Regions from separate parts of the Sus scrofa genome. Here region 1 is linked to region 2. Evidence: chromatin contacts called from public HiChIP or PLAC-seq data. All regions are on one chromosome and are shown on one strand. Each heading gives the region's core, a stretch centred on a gene start, on an enhancer-like site or on the middle of the called end of the contact. The rest is flanking DNA. Distances are from core to core; before and after follow the strand shown. Region 1 overlaps GHR (growth hormone receptor). Region 2 overlaps GHR (growth hormone receptor).

The links. HiChIP or PLAC-seq counts read pairs in DNA pulled down with a chosen protein or histone mark.
Region 1: an H3K27ac HiChIP or PLAC-seq map of skeletal muscle shows a contact between it and region 2. The contact joins two enhancer-like sites. A contact is called at or near these places in 13 of 47 Hi-C or Micro-C datasets (alveolar macrophages, brain, fetal skeletal muscle and 7 more) and 1 of 2 datasets of contacts at active chromatin or transcription factors (skeletal muscle).

What each region holds. Positions count from the first base shown.
Region 1 is chr16:27,351,365-27,357,482 of Sscrofa11.1, reverse strand. The region is part of intron 2 of GHR (growth hormone receptor); the gene reads right to left. Among named protein-coding and RNA genes, the nearest start is that of GHR, 95 kb to the right of the region's middle. Within about 2 kb of position 1,947, at least 36 of the 83 cell types and tissues checked have an H3K27ac peak or open chromatin away from gene starts, as enhancers often do. A contact at or near this core is called in fetal skeletal muscle, retroperitoneal adipose tissue, skeletal muscle and 1 more, where this site is marked.
Region 2 is chr16:27,274,639-27,281,161 of Sscrofa11.1, reverse strand. The region is part of intron 1 of GHR (growth hormone receptor); the gene reads right to left. Among named protein-coding and RNA genes, the nearest start is that of GHR, 19 kb to the right of the region's middle. Within about 2 kb of position 1,686, at least 8 of the 83 cell types and tissues checked have an H3K27ac peak or open chromatin away from gene starts, as enhancers often do. A contact at or near this core is called in fetal skeletal muscle, retroperitoneal adipose tissue, skeletal muscle and 1 more, where this site is marked.

The DNA of each region.
Region 1 (6,118 bases), core at 698-3,197, 76 kb before region 2:
GGGGTATCTGGGTGAGAGTCCCAAAAAGACAGCTATAATTACAGCAGTAATATACTTCATAAAGAAAAACTTCCATATGCTATATATTATTACATTTACTAACCTCACTTATTAGCACCTGGTGTGACTACAAAGTAATAAAATGCTGGCACTCATGTAGTTAAATGACATTATTTTTTTTGAGGCTATATTTATTTTTATTCAATCTTTTTTTGTAATGTTTTTATTTTTTCTATTATAGTTGATTTACAATGTTCTGTGAATTTCTGCTGTATAGCAAAGTGACGCGGTCACATATTTTACATGTACACACACACACACAATTCTTTTTCTAACTTTATCTTCAAAGTAATAAAATGAATCATTTTAATTATCATGCTGGCACTCATATAGTTAAATGATATTATCTTTAAAAGTGAGTATCTTGGGAAGTTTTGAATAAATCCCAATGAGGTTGTTACTGCTCAAAGCATTTTTAAAACTCTTCCTGGGGAATTATCTTTAGAGTTAAATGAATTCATGAGTCACATAAGAAAATCAGTCCTATTGCTTTTTAGTCCTAACCAATCTAATTTAGTAATACAGTGAAAGTTTTTGGAGCAAATAATTTCATTATCTGGAACTGGCTGGTACTGGCATTTTCCTGTCCTTGCTTGCAATTTCCCCAGGCAACTGCAGATAACTGGGGTAGTGAATATAATGGAAGCATTTAAGTGTCACTGTTGCTCTCTGTAATATTATCCCCAGTGAATTTATGTGGCATCTTATATGACTTTGAATAACATCACAGTATAAGGAAAATGGGGACAAAGAACTCTCAAATAAATTGTAAGCCTTCAAGTTCAAGAGCCACATCTTCTTTCTTCATAACCCTGGGACCCCTAACTCATCCACTCCCTGGGTCATTTAAGATGATTTTATGCTTAAAATAGGTGCTCAGTAAATACTCCCAATTTACTAGGTTGAAGGCTGAAACCTACCCTAATTTTTTTTCTTCCAACTGAAACCTACATTTCTTAAAGAAAAGAACTCTGGTTTCTCCCCTGGATGGCTGGCTCACCACCAAAGTAAACAGGATTTTCAGAACATTCTGTTTTCTCAAGCTGTCACATTGCTTTATAACAGTCAAACCAAATCCTTGTATTGAACTACTTTATTTTCAAAATCTCTGCAGAAATCACCCCACTCCATGTCCAGGATCATGCTTTTCAGATTTAATTATTTTCACCAGTTCTGATAAATCATTTCATCTCCTGGCTGATCTTTTTGTACATGAGGCGGCTGCTTTTCCAGAGTGGGAAATAAGGCCCAGGGAGTAGACCATAATTTTCCAGATGTCTGTTTTCAAAAGCCCTTCAAAGAGAACCAGCCTTTTTGGCTTTGTCTCCTCTTTAATGGGGTTTTATGGCTTCCATTACTTTGCAAACATCAAGTGCCCTATATCTTTTTGCTTTGATAATTTCCTTTTTCTGAATATTTATCTTCAGGTTATCTTTCTCAGAATCATTAAAGCATTTTGTTCGTTTTTAATTAATTCTGGTTACCATTTTACAAATACTCCTTATTTCATTGATAAAATTCCAGACTAATGCCCCTTTAAAAAAATATTCTGAAGGATATCAGATCTCAGGTTTGGTATATTTATATACTTTTCCCTTGTGTTAATGAAATGTTAACAACTTCCTATACCACATATTTTCAGAGCTAAATAGAAAAAGGAAGGAAACTAACATGTTCACTGGAACTTTTTATGCATGCTTATAAGGCAGGTAGCATTTATCCTCATTTACAGGTCAGCAGCTTATTAAGGTTCAGAGGTTAAGCAATTTGTCCAAAATCCCACAGCTAGGAAGCAGCAGTGTCAGAATTCCAGCCACAGTTGCCTGATTGCCTGATTCAGAGTCTGAGAGCTGGGGTCAGGTTACTCCGAGGGCTACTGCTTTCAGTTTCATTTTTCAAGTACTCCTCTCATTTGAAGGAAAATTGAGGAAAGGCAGTTGCCCTTTTTGAAACTCTCAGGCAGAAAAGATTATCACCACTGATGCAAGGACAAGAAGTATTGGTGAAGTTTAAGCGACAGGCTCTTAAGGGGTTAAGGTATTCTGGGTTATCCTAAATTTGTTGATGATGCTACACAAAACAAGCAAAGTCTGAAACAATCCAATCTGCAGACAGTTGCTCTAACAAGCTGCCAGTCTGGTACAGGAAATATTTCTATTCACTTCTATTACTATTTTTATTTCTCTTCAATAATAGTAATAGCAATAATAATAATTTTAAAAGTCATACTAAGGAAGTAGGGTATGACAAAGCTAAGCTTAATCTCAGTTTTCTGACGTCTATTAACAAAGGAGAGTGAAAAGTCGCTGTTTTGAACCTTGGGGTCAAGAGAGGATTAAGGCTCTAGGAAGAGCCAGGAAGAGAGATGAATTCAGGAAGACAAATGATTTCCCCTCTCCTCCTCCAAAACACATACACACACGTCCACAGCTCCTTGCACTGCTGGCCATGTCCTCCTCCGGCTGAGAAAACAACCTGGGAACCGCGTTCCATGACACAGAAATCTGTCTCCCTGTTCACTGCTTGCAGCAGCCCATGCTTTCCTCTCCTTTGAGGGCCCCTTAGGGTTTAGAGTCTTAGAACACTTGCAAGCCATGTGCATATCTTGGTCACACCTGATCCCTGTAAAGGTGAGAGTCTAAACACAAATATTCCCATTTTTGAAAATAAAGGGAACAGGTTCACTCAAGAGGTCTGTGACTTTTATGTGGTGGAATAGCTACTCTCAGCTAGGTTTTCTGACTCTGCTCTTTATACTTGTTTATATTCCATGTTGCTGGAAATCTCTGGTCTTTAAAACATTTTCAAAATTTAAAAAAATTGAGATAAACTTTACATACAATGAAAACAAAGATATAAATTTTACACTTCATGACTTGACCAACGCCCTGCGTTGGTGGTCATCAACACTCCAGTTAGGATATAGAACTTTAATTTATGGTAGCATAAAGTCTAAGACCATTAGATGGGTCTATTAAAGGGAAAGAAAGCCATTTTCAGGGAACTAAGACTTCTCTTTAAACATTTTAAAGCTGAAACTTTAAACGCCATATTTAGGGAAATGAGACTTCAGGTAGTTGATATGCCTAATGTAAGGTCTTTTCACCAGGAGGAAAGAGGGAAAAAGCAAGTCAGAGTGCTGATTTTTTTCTAACCCAGCTTCCTGGATTTATCCCTGTTCCTTCAAGTTGGTGAACTTTTTTGCTCTGCACTATACTTTCATGTAAGACTCCTAGGAACACAGGAAAATTAGATTTTCCCTTCATTGTTACTTTGATATTATTGCACTATTAATATCATACTCCAAAGCTCTCAGTTGCAGTTGGCTAATTAGTCTCATTCATATTGAAAAAGGACTATAATCCCATCTTAAACTTTGCACACTGCAGCTCGGTGTTTTTTACTCAAGACGGTTCTCAACCATAATGTTATAATTATATCATTTTCTCAGCAGCAACACCCATATACTATAATTACAGTCAAAGCTAAGGCTATGTTTATAATGTACAAAAGAGGATGAAATTGTTTCATTTTAAGTGATTCATTTACCTCCTCTGTTGGTAACAGAAATGCATGGTAATGGAAGAGTCATGGTTTAATATGCTTCTCTGAACAGCAATTTCAGATACCAAGAAGCCAAAAAAGAAAATAAAGCCCCCAAACTCCAATATGAGAAAATATGGGAGACATGATTCCCAGTCTGGTAACCACAATGACTCCTCATTTGAAAATCCAGGATGGCCAAAGGAATGGAGCTTAGCATGTTGGCAGCCACTATGGGGTCTCGGGGTGCCATCACTTGATCTGCCTGTAGGACATCCCCACGCACCTCAAGTCAGTTTGCAGGACTGACATCGTGGCCCTGAGCCTATAGGATGATGACTCATCTAAGCACAGGGAACTTCTGTCCTGCAGGACCATCCCTCCCTTTAAGACATATTACATTCATATCTACTATACACTAGTTCTAGGTGGCAAGTACGTAGCAAGGAACAAAGCAGAAATCTCTGTTCTCTTGGAACTCAACTCTAATGTATTTCAGATCTGTCTTTTGCCTATTTGTGGGTGAATAAAAATAAAGCTTTTACTTTTTTTTTTCCATTGAACTATAGTTGATTTATAATATTGTGTTAGTTTCAAGTGTATAGCACAGTGATTCAATTATACATAAGTATATATATATGATTCATTGTACACATATATGTATATACATATATATGTATAACTGAATATGTATATTTATATGTGTATATATATTCTTTTTAAAATTATTTTCCATTATAGACTATTACAAGATATTAAATATAGTTCCCTGCACTTTACAGTATATCTTTGTTGTGTATCTCTTTTATATACAGTGGTGTGTATCTGTTAATCCCATACTCCTAATTTATTCCTCCACCCCCTCCCATTTCCCCTTTGGTAATTATAAGTTTGTTTTCTATGTCTGTGAGTCTGTTTCTGTTTTATAAATAAGTTCATTTGTATTATTTTTTAGATTCCATATGTAAGTGATATCATGTAATATGTCTTTCTCTGACTTATTTCACTTAATATGATAATCTCTAACATTGTTGCAAATGGCATTATTTCATTCTTTTTTTTATATACAGCTGAGTAATATTCCAGTGTGTATATCACATCTTCTTTATCCATTCATCTGCTGATGGACATTTAGGTTGCTTCCATGTCTTGGCTATTGTGAATAGTGCTGCTATGAACATTGATTGGGGTGCACATATCAGAAAGCTTTTACTTTTACTATGGGGGATGTAGACTCATCATGTTAGCTTTCATGCCATAGTTTACCCTGTACATTATAGACTGAACGTTGCCACTTTCTTGACATATGGGCATGGACCCGGTCTGGCAAAGAGAGGAATGAGGAGTGAATGGATAGCCTGGGGTTGGATGTGCTGGGTTCGTTTGTAATCAGCTATGAGACAGCACCCGCCAGCTCTTGGACATTGACGGGGTAGAGACAGACACTTAATTTCCAGTACATGTCTCACTGGCTTCCCTAAAGCCTCTGGTTTAAAGTGTTTCATAAAACCTTGACATTTTTTGACTTTTCGCATCCCATGGAACCTTAGGTACAGGAGGAGTAGAAGAAGATAACACTGTGGGAAACCGTAAAGGATGGTTTGGTGTAAGACAGGTCAAGGTACACGTCTTACTGTTTTATTTTAAGAATTTCTTCTTGGGTGTATGAGATATCCTTTTCTTTTTTAGAGCAAGCCAAATTATGCACCAATTTGATAGCTTTGGGGCCAAGCAGCAGACACCTATGGTTCTGAGACATCTTAGAGGTGAGCCGAAGGCTCTCAGAAATCAGTAGGCAACACTAAGGGAACTGAATGGGCTTTGAGATGCAATTCCATTAATTCTGGTTATCATTTAGATTTCCTCTTATTTATGTGAGCTTGAGAGACTATGTTACCTGGAGTGTTCCCAGCCTCAAAGCCCTTGACCAAAGACAGCAGGACAAGAGTGTGGAGAGCAGGCCGAGTGGTGTGGACAAGGGAAAGGTGGCCATATTTCAAATATTTCCTGTAAGTTTGTGAATGAAAAACCTTCAAGTTGAACATTAAAAAACAAAGAGCTGGAAAGCAGGCATAAGAAAAAAAATTTGTATTTAGAAAATTGCAAATAAGTGGTTCCCTCTTCTGTCCTCTCTTTGCTACTTGGGATTTAATCAAAATCCTACTGATTATCTTTCTTTTTTTGTCTTAGGAGTGGTAAGAGGCTAATCCAGGGGTGCAGAATGTAAACATTCCATGGCCACATCATCTTGGAATCTTTACAGGGACACAGCCGTGCTTGCTATAATATGACTTCAGTTCTAGGAAACTGCTTGTACAAACTTTAGACATAGCAGAGCTATGCACAAGCAAACATCATCACGGGAGATAACAGCAGCAATGAAATCTTCAGCTCAAGTTGAGCTCAAATATCACCTAGAGCCATAGCCTTAAATTCTGAACAAGTCTTTCCTTGCCACTTGAAAACAGGCTATCACCTTTCATCACAGACCTTTCAGGACCACACATTTCAACAC
Region 2 (6,523 bases), core at 437-2,936:
CCCATGTGGAGTTGATTTTATCTGGGGAGCACATTTGATTTTAGTATGTTATCACTTTGGAAATGATGCCCCTCAAGTCTCAGACCACAACTCTGTATCTTGACCTCTTCCTTCTCCCCTTTCCATGTTATTTATAAACCATTTCTCCAACAAACTTATCCATGATACCCAATGCCACGTGTTTGGGCTTTTTTTAGTCATATATTTTGCACCTTCATTCAGCTTTGGCTGGAATCCCAGCCCCCTGGCTCAGATGTACTTCAAGCCTGGCAAGAAGGGCCCTTTGAGGTCAGTGGGGCCTTGGTGAGGATCAGGAATTCTGGAAAGACACACAGGCACTGGAGGCCTGAGGAATAACTCTGCTCTTTGGTTTTGATTTCCATTATGCTTTCTTGAGTATCACCCATACAAAATACAGCAACTAAAACCAAGACAAGTGGGCTCTGCGGAGAAAACTTCTCTCCTAAAAGCATAATGCCGTGCCCTCCATGCTCATCCTTTAGATCTAACTGTCCTGTCTTATCATCAAGCCAATCAAAAGGTTAAACCCATTTAAGAAATGAGCTTTCCATTGTCATAAAATGACTATATGATGCAGTCACTTTAGCTGAAAGGTACACCTGGTTTGTGCCCTCCAAAGCATGTATTTATTCTACACATTTTTGCTGGAAATTCTTAAGCTAGAAGAGAAACAGGAGACAGGATGGATTCACAAGTAAGCAAAATAGGGAATTCCCCTTGTGCAGCAGAAACAAATACAGACAGTAACCATGAGGATGCAGGTTCGATCACCGGCCTTGCTCAGTGGGTTAAAGATCTGGCGTTGCCATGAGCTGTGGTGTAGGTCGTAGATGTGGCTTGGATCCTGCGTTGCTGTGGCTGTGGTGCAGGCCGGCAACTACAGCTCAGATTCGACCCCTAGCTTGGGAACCTCCATATGCTGTGGGTGTGGCCCTGAAAAGCACACAAACAAACAAGTGAGCAAAGTGGTTCAGAGAGGGCAGAGGAAGAGGAAGGGAAGAGAACGTGGTCAATATTCCGCCAAACCACACGACTTCTGGGTTCTCTTTCTTTAGTTTCAGAACAGCTTATACCTACTGAGCATTTATGGGCCATGTAGGTTTAAGTTCTTTGCATGTATTAACTTATTTAATCCTCACACGAACCCTGCATGCCAGGCACTATTACTTTCCTCTCTTGTACAAGGAAACCGAGGCACAGAAAGGTGAAGTAACTTCCCTGAGGTCACACAACTTCTAAGTGGTGTAGAGAGGATTCCCATCCAGTCTGTTCTCGGGAGAGCTCTCTGCTCAGTGGGCTCCGGGTTTCCAGCCCCTGTAACACAATGGCTAGACAGACGGCATTCACTCCCTCCCTTTCAGCCTTACAATACCCTCCCCCTACCACCCCAGCTTCTAGTTTGTTACAGGGATTACATATATTACTAAATAAATGTTTTATTATTTAGTATTTATTCAACAAAATTTTTTTGGAATTCTGGAACTCGGGAAGGGTCAAAATTTGGAGGATAAGTTTTCTTAAATTTTGATTTTAAATAAGCTAGCCGTGAGAACAGTAACAAGCTAAAGAAGAGTGTAGCAAAAGGGGCCAGGAGGATGTGTGACTTTCCTTCTCACACCCTGCAAGCTCATCAGTGCTCAGCTAAGGAAGGAAGCACAGAAAGCTGCCTGGAACATTCCAGGGGTGGGGTTCAGACAGCAACACAAGGCCTGCAGTTCAGCCTCCAGCTGTCTAGCCAGATGTACCCTTCAGCAGAAAACCTGAACTCACAACAAAACTACATTTAATGACAAATAAGATGTCATTACAGGGATATATTTGCTTGATAAAAGGCTTAGTCTAGGATCCCTTTAACTATGCCAGTTTAGTGTTTATAGGCTAGATGTGAATTAGAAAAACTGGAGCTCGAAAAAATCCTCTAGTTGAGTACCTGTCAGAAAGGAAGGCAAGGCATCATTCATGCAAGCTGGTGGAAAGACAGATCCAACTGATGACTAATTTTAATTAACACAATTTCCTTTTAACTATTCAGGGGCTTCAACCAGGGGCACAGATGAAGGTACAGCTCACAGAAGACCTTCCTCATGGAAGACCATGAGGAATCCTCAGATGAACCCACTCAATTAATTATATGTGATACAACCCTAGTTTTATGAGGCTCATTGAATTTTATTTACCTGACCAAGGGAAGATTTAAAATGACAGGAAGGTAGGAAACCAGAATCGAGATCCTAAAAATTGTTCTTTCTATACCTCACTGTTCACACACAGAGTAAAGGGTGGGTCTATGACTCAAAGCAAATTCCCTAATGTACACAGAGCTGTATTTTCTAACATTACAGGGAAAAGGGCAGTTCAGGCCTGTGTATGTGTACACATTCCAATTAAGTTAAATAGGTTGTATGAAGTATTCCAGTAATAATGATATACAACGGTAAGAAAACTCAAGTGAAATCTTCTATTGTTTATGTTGCCTAAGAAAAAAATTAATAAAAAGATCACTAACCAAGACACTAACAATCAAGCATAAAAGAAGAGTGAAAAACTGCTACCACCACAAAAAGGGTACATTCATTCAGGTGGTATAGCAGTCATGCAGGATCCTGTGGGAGATGGATGGAGATGGACAGACGGACGAACGGGGACACACACACACAGTTTACATAGGGCTTGGCCTCTAAGTTTTACTCTGCTGGTTAATACCAGTAACTAGTGTCCCCAAAGCTTGCAGGGGTGTATGGTATTTACGCTGTGATACCCAGTCTCAATTTCCAACGGTTTTGTGGCTTTTGCTGTCCTCACCTCCTACCCAAACTCACCCACCTGCCAAGGTCCTTTGCTAAACAATTCTGAGTACAAGAGTATTAAAATGAGGAGCTGTGGATGGTGCAGAGATATACTGATTATTAAACAGTCATTAAAGGAAATGTTGAATGATGTTACTACGTCTATAGTACCATAAAACTGAACACTATTTACTATGGAAGTTTTTATTTACGCCTTACTAAGGAGTGAATACACCATCGCTGGGAGGCAGCATAGCATGTTAGAGGAACACATGGGGGCTTCTCCATCAGCCAGACTGAGTTCTAGTTCTAGCTCTGCCCCTTGTTGGGTGACATACCACAATCTTCTCAAATTCTCTTAACCTCAATGCCTCCTGTGCAAAAGAGGACCACCACAGGCACCTCACAGGGTCTTGGAAGGATGCAAGGTGAGCATACGTGTTTAAGTGTCCTTTATAATTTACACTGTTAGTGCTGTGTTCACATCTGTCCCTTTAATCTGGTGATTGGAAATTTCTAAAATGTATTAATTTTATAAATACACTTTCATTGTTGGCAACATTTTAAAAATCCAAAGGTTAGCAGAGGTAGGGAGGAACCATTATCTTTGACAAGAGGTAGAATTTGGGCAAATGACAGAAGAAAGGGGGGACAAGGAAGCAAAACTATCCTAAGGATAATCTCCAGGTTGATTTCTAAAACCTGGAGAAAAGACCCATAGATAGATGCCGGGGTCTTTATAAAGCTCTGCTCTAAGCGTAAGCTGTGTGTAAACTGTCTCAGCTTGAGGCTATCTAATGATTCCTCCCATAGTTGTGGTCGTTGCTGTCTCCATGGGACTCACCAGCTCAGACTGGCCAACCGCTGGTGGCTCCCATTTCAACATCTTGCTGCTTGTCAGCACCTCCACTAGAGGGCAGCAGGGGGAAGGGAGAGGAAGTCCAAAGGGATCAACGTCAATGCTTGGCAGTAGCAGCTGTCAAGGTGGGGTGCCAAGAAATGGGGGTGCAAGGGGGCAAGTCAACTGAGTGGAAAAGATGAGAGCCTGAGTGATTAGTGGTTTTCCATTTCTAAGTGACGCCAGGGATGGAAGGAGAAAGAGCTCAGCACTGTAGGAAGCTGGAACGAGGTTTTCCAAACCAGCTAATCTTCAGATTCATGTTTGGAATTTTCCTACAACACATATACACAGACATATAACATGCAAACAGACCAACTCCAAGGCACTGCTCTAGGGCTTCTGCATCAGAATCTCAAGGTATGGAGCTTATGAACCTGTATTTTCAAAAAATTCCCAGCTTATTCTGAGTAAGAGCCAAGGTTGGTCTCAAAAGCATGTCTGAGGTCCCTTCCAACTCTCTGAAGATTAATTTCGCTAATAGAAAATATGCCTAAAGCAACCTTCAGAAGGTTGTGAATAAATGGTAAACTCATCTATCTCTCCAGTAACTTGTCTTCAGAGACAGAAGGGGCAGAAGAAAAATGAAAAATGCCAGAGGGTGGATTACAGGTTACATGTTTTGAGTGCTATTACAGACACAATCTTCCCTAACCTTTTAATCCTCACAGCAAATCTGTATGTAGGGAGATTCTGAAACCCCACAGACAGTTACAGAAACCAAGTTCCAGCAAGGCTGCCTTACAGTGGTGGGTCTAGGAGCTGTGATTGCTGATTTTAGCTTATTCCAGTCCATGGCTACATCATACAGTGCCTTTTCAATTCTGTTCTTAATCTAGCAGTATAAACAATCTTTTCATCAAATGATTTCGTGTAGGGAGTTCCTGTGATGGCTCAGTGGAAATGAACCCAACTAGTATCATGAGGATGCAGGTTTGATCCCTAGCCCTGCTTGGTGGGTTAAGGATCCAGCATTGCCATGAGTTGTGGTGTAGGTTACAGATGTGGCTTGGATCTGGTGTTGCTATGGCTGTGGTGTAGGTTAGCAGCTGTAGCTGCAGTTAGATCCCTATCTGGGAACTTCCATATGCTGTGGGTGCAGCTCTAAAGAGACAAAAAATAAACCAAAAAACCCAAATGATTTAGTGGAACTTTGAGGACGATGGCTCAGTCCAAAGTCTATGCAGAACAGGAAGGAGAAAGGTATAAGAGAAGGCCATGACGGCAAGGCTATGGACCCATCTCTAGCCATCTTCTGGTGCTCTAGGAAGCGGGAGGAGATGATCTGTGGTAGTTTGAGTGAGAAAAATGAATAAAGGTGCAAAAATCAAGGTCATGATTCTATGGCTGGCTAAGAACAGAATGCTTTCATATAACGGGCTTGTCTCAACCTCATTCATACATCTCAAAATCTCCATTCTGCTGTGACCACTCTATCCTGAGGATGCCCTTCAACATGCATCTTATAATATTTAATATTTTGCAATGTTTCAAAACAGATTTTTAAATAGATACTACCAAACAGGTTGCCTACAGCCAAAGGCTAACCTGTGGAGGAATGCACGCCAGAGCAGGAGTCTGCATCTTGGCCCTGCTCCTGCCAGTAACTGCTGGAACCTTGGGTAAGAAAGACCTTTCACCTCTCTGAGCCTGGGCTTCCTCATCAATAAACAGAGAGAGTGCATGTTGCAGCTTCCAGACAGACCATGAGGACATATTTAGTGTCAAATTATTTTGAGTTGGTTCCTAACATTTAAAACACAGGAGATTCACATAAAAATAGTTCAAGATCAACTTTTGGGTACACTCCAATGAGGAACAGATGGAGTGGTTTTCCATAGCCCTTTCCACCTTCTAACATACTCGATAATTATTTTTATAGCCTATCATCTGCCTCACCTACTCACACACCCTCTTCTACACACTCACCCTCACTCTAATTCCTGCTAAGGAGACTTCCAAGGCAGCAGGATATTTTTTTAATCTTATTCACAGAAGTGTTCCAAGCACCTAGAATAGTGCCTGGAGCATAAGGAGGTATTCAAAAGCATTTTTGTTTTGTTTTCTTTACACCACTTTTTATTTTTTTAATTTTTAAAAGACTTTTTAAATTGAAGTATAATTTATAATAAAAAATATTTGTTCAATCAATTCTTGGTCACTTTATGTATAGTTTTTTTTTTTTTTCCCCAAGTGAGAGGGAAGCTAAAGGCAACCAGTACAACCCAGGGATAAGATATGAATATACCCAATAGATTCTTGATTTAAAAATCATCATACAGACTTGGTTTTCATAATAAGCTGTCAAATAAGGGCTATCAATCCATGTTCACACTATACATGGTATGTGTGTTTCTCATAAAGATAATCAGATTGAGATTAAAAAATAATGTTGGGGTAGTTTTCATAAGGATTCTGAATGTACCACAAGATCCACCTGTCAGCTGTTTGTTTCACATGCAATGCTTAAAAATACAGCCCACCATGGTTATCCTAAAGGCAAGTGACAGACATTTCAGCATGTGGAATTTCTGTATTGATATAAACTTAAATGTGGATATTGATTTCTCTGGTGGTAAAAGACAGCTCTTAAGACTGAGGAAATGTAATCTCCCACCAATTATATTAAATTCAACAGCTGGCTTTGCAGTTATCACATCCACCACGCTTCTTTTGATAAATGCTCATGGATATCTCCCAGATTGCCCCACCAGGCTTTAATTCTCAAAGCTGTAGAGGGACAAGTGACAGAAAGCATTTGTTGGAAGCACTCAAATGTGACTATGCATTCATGCGGATCTGTTAACTGATGTTTAAA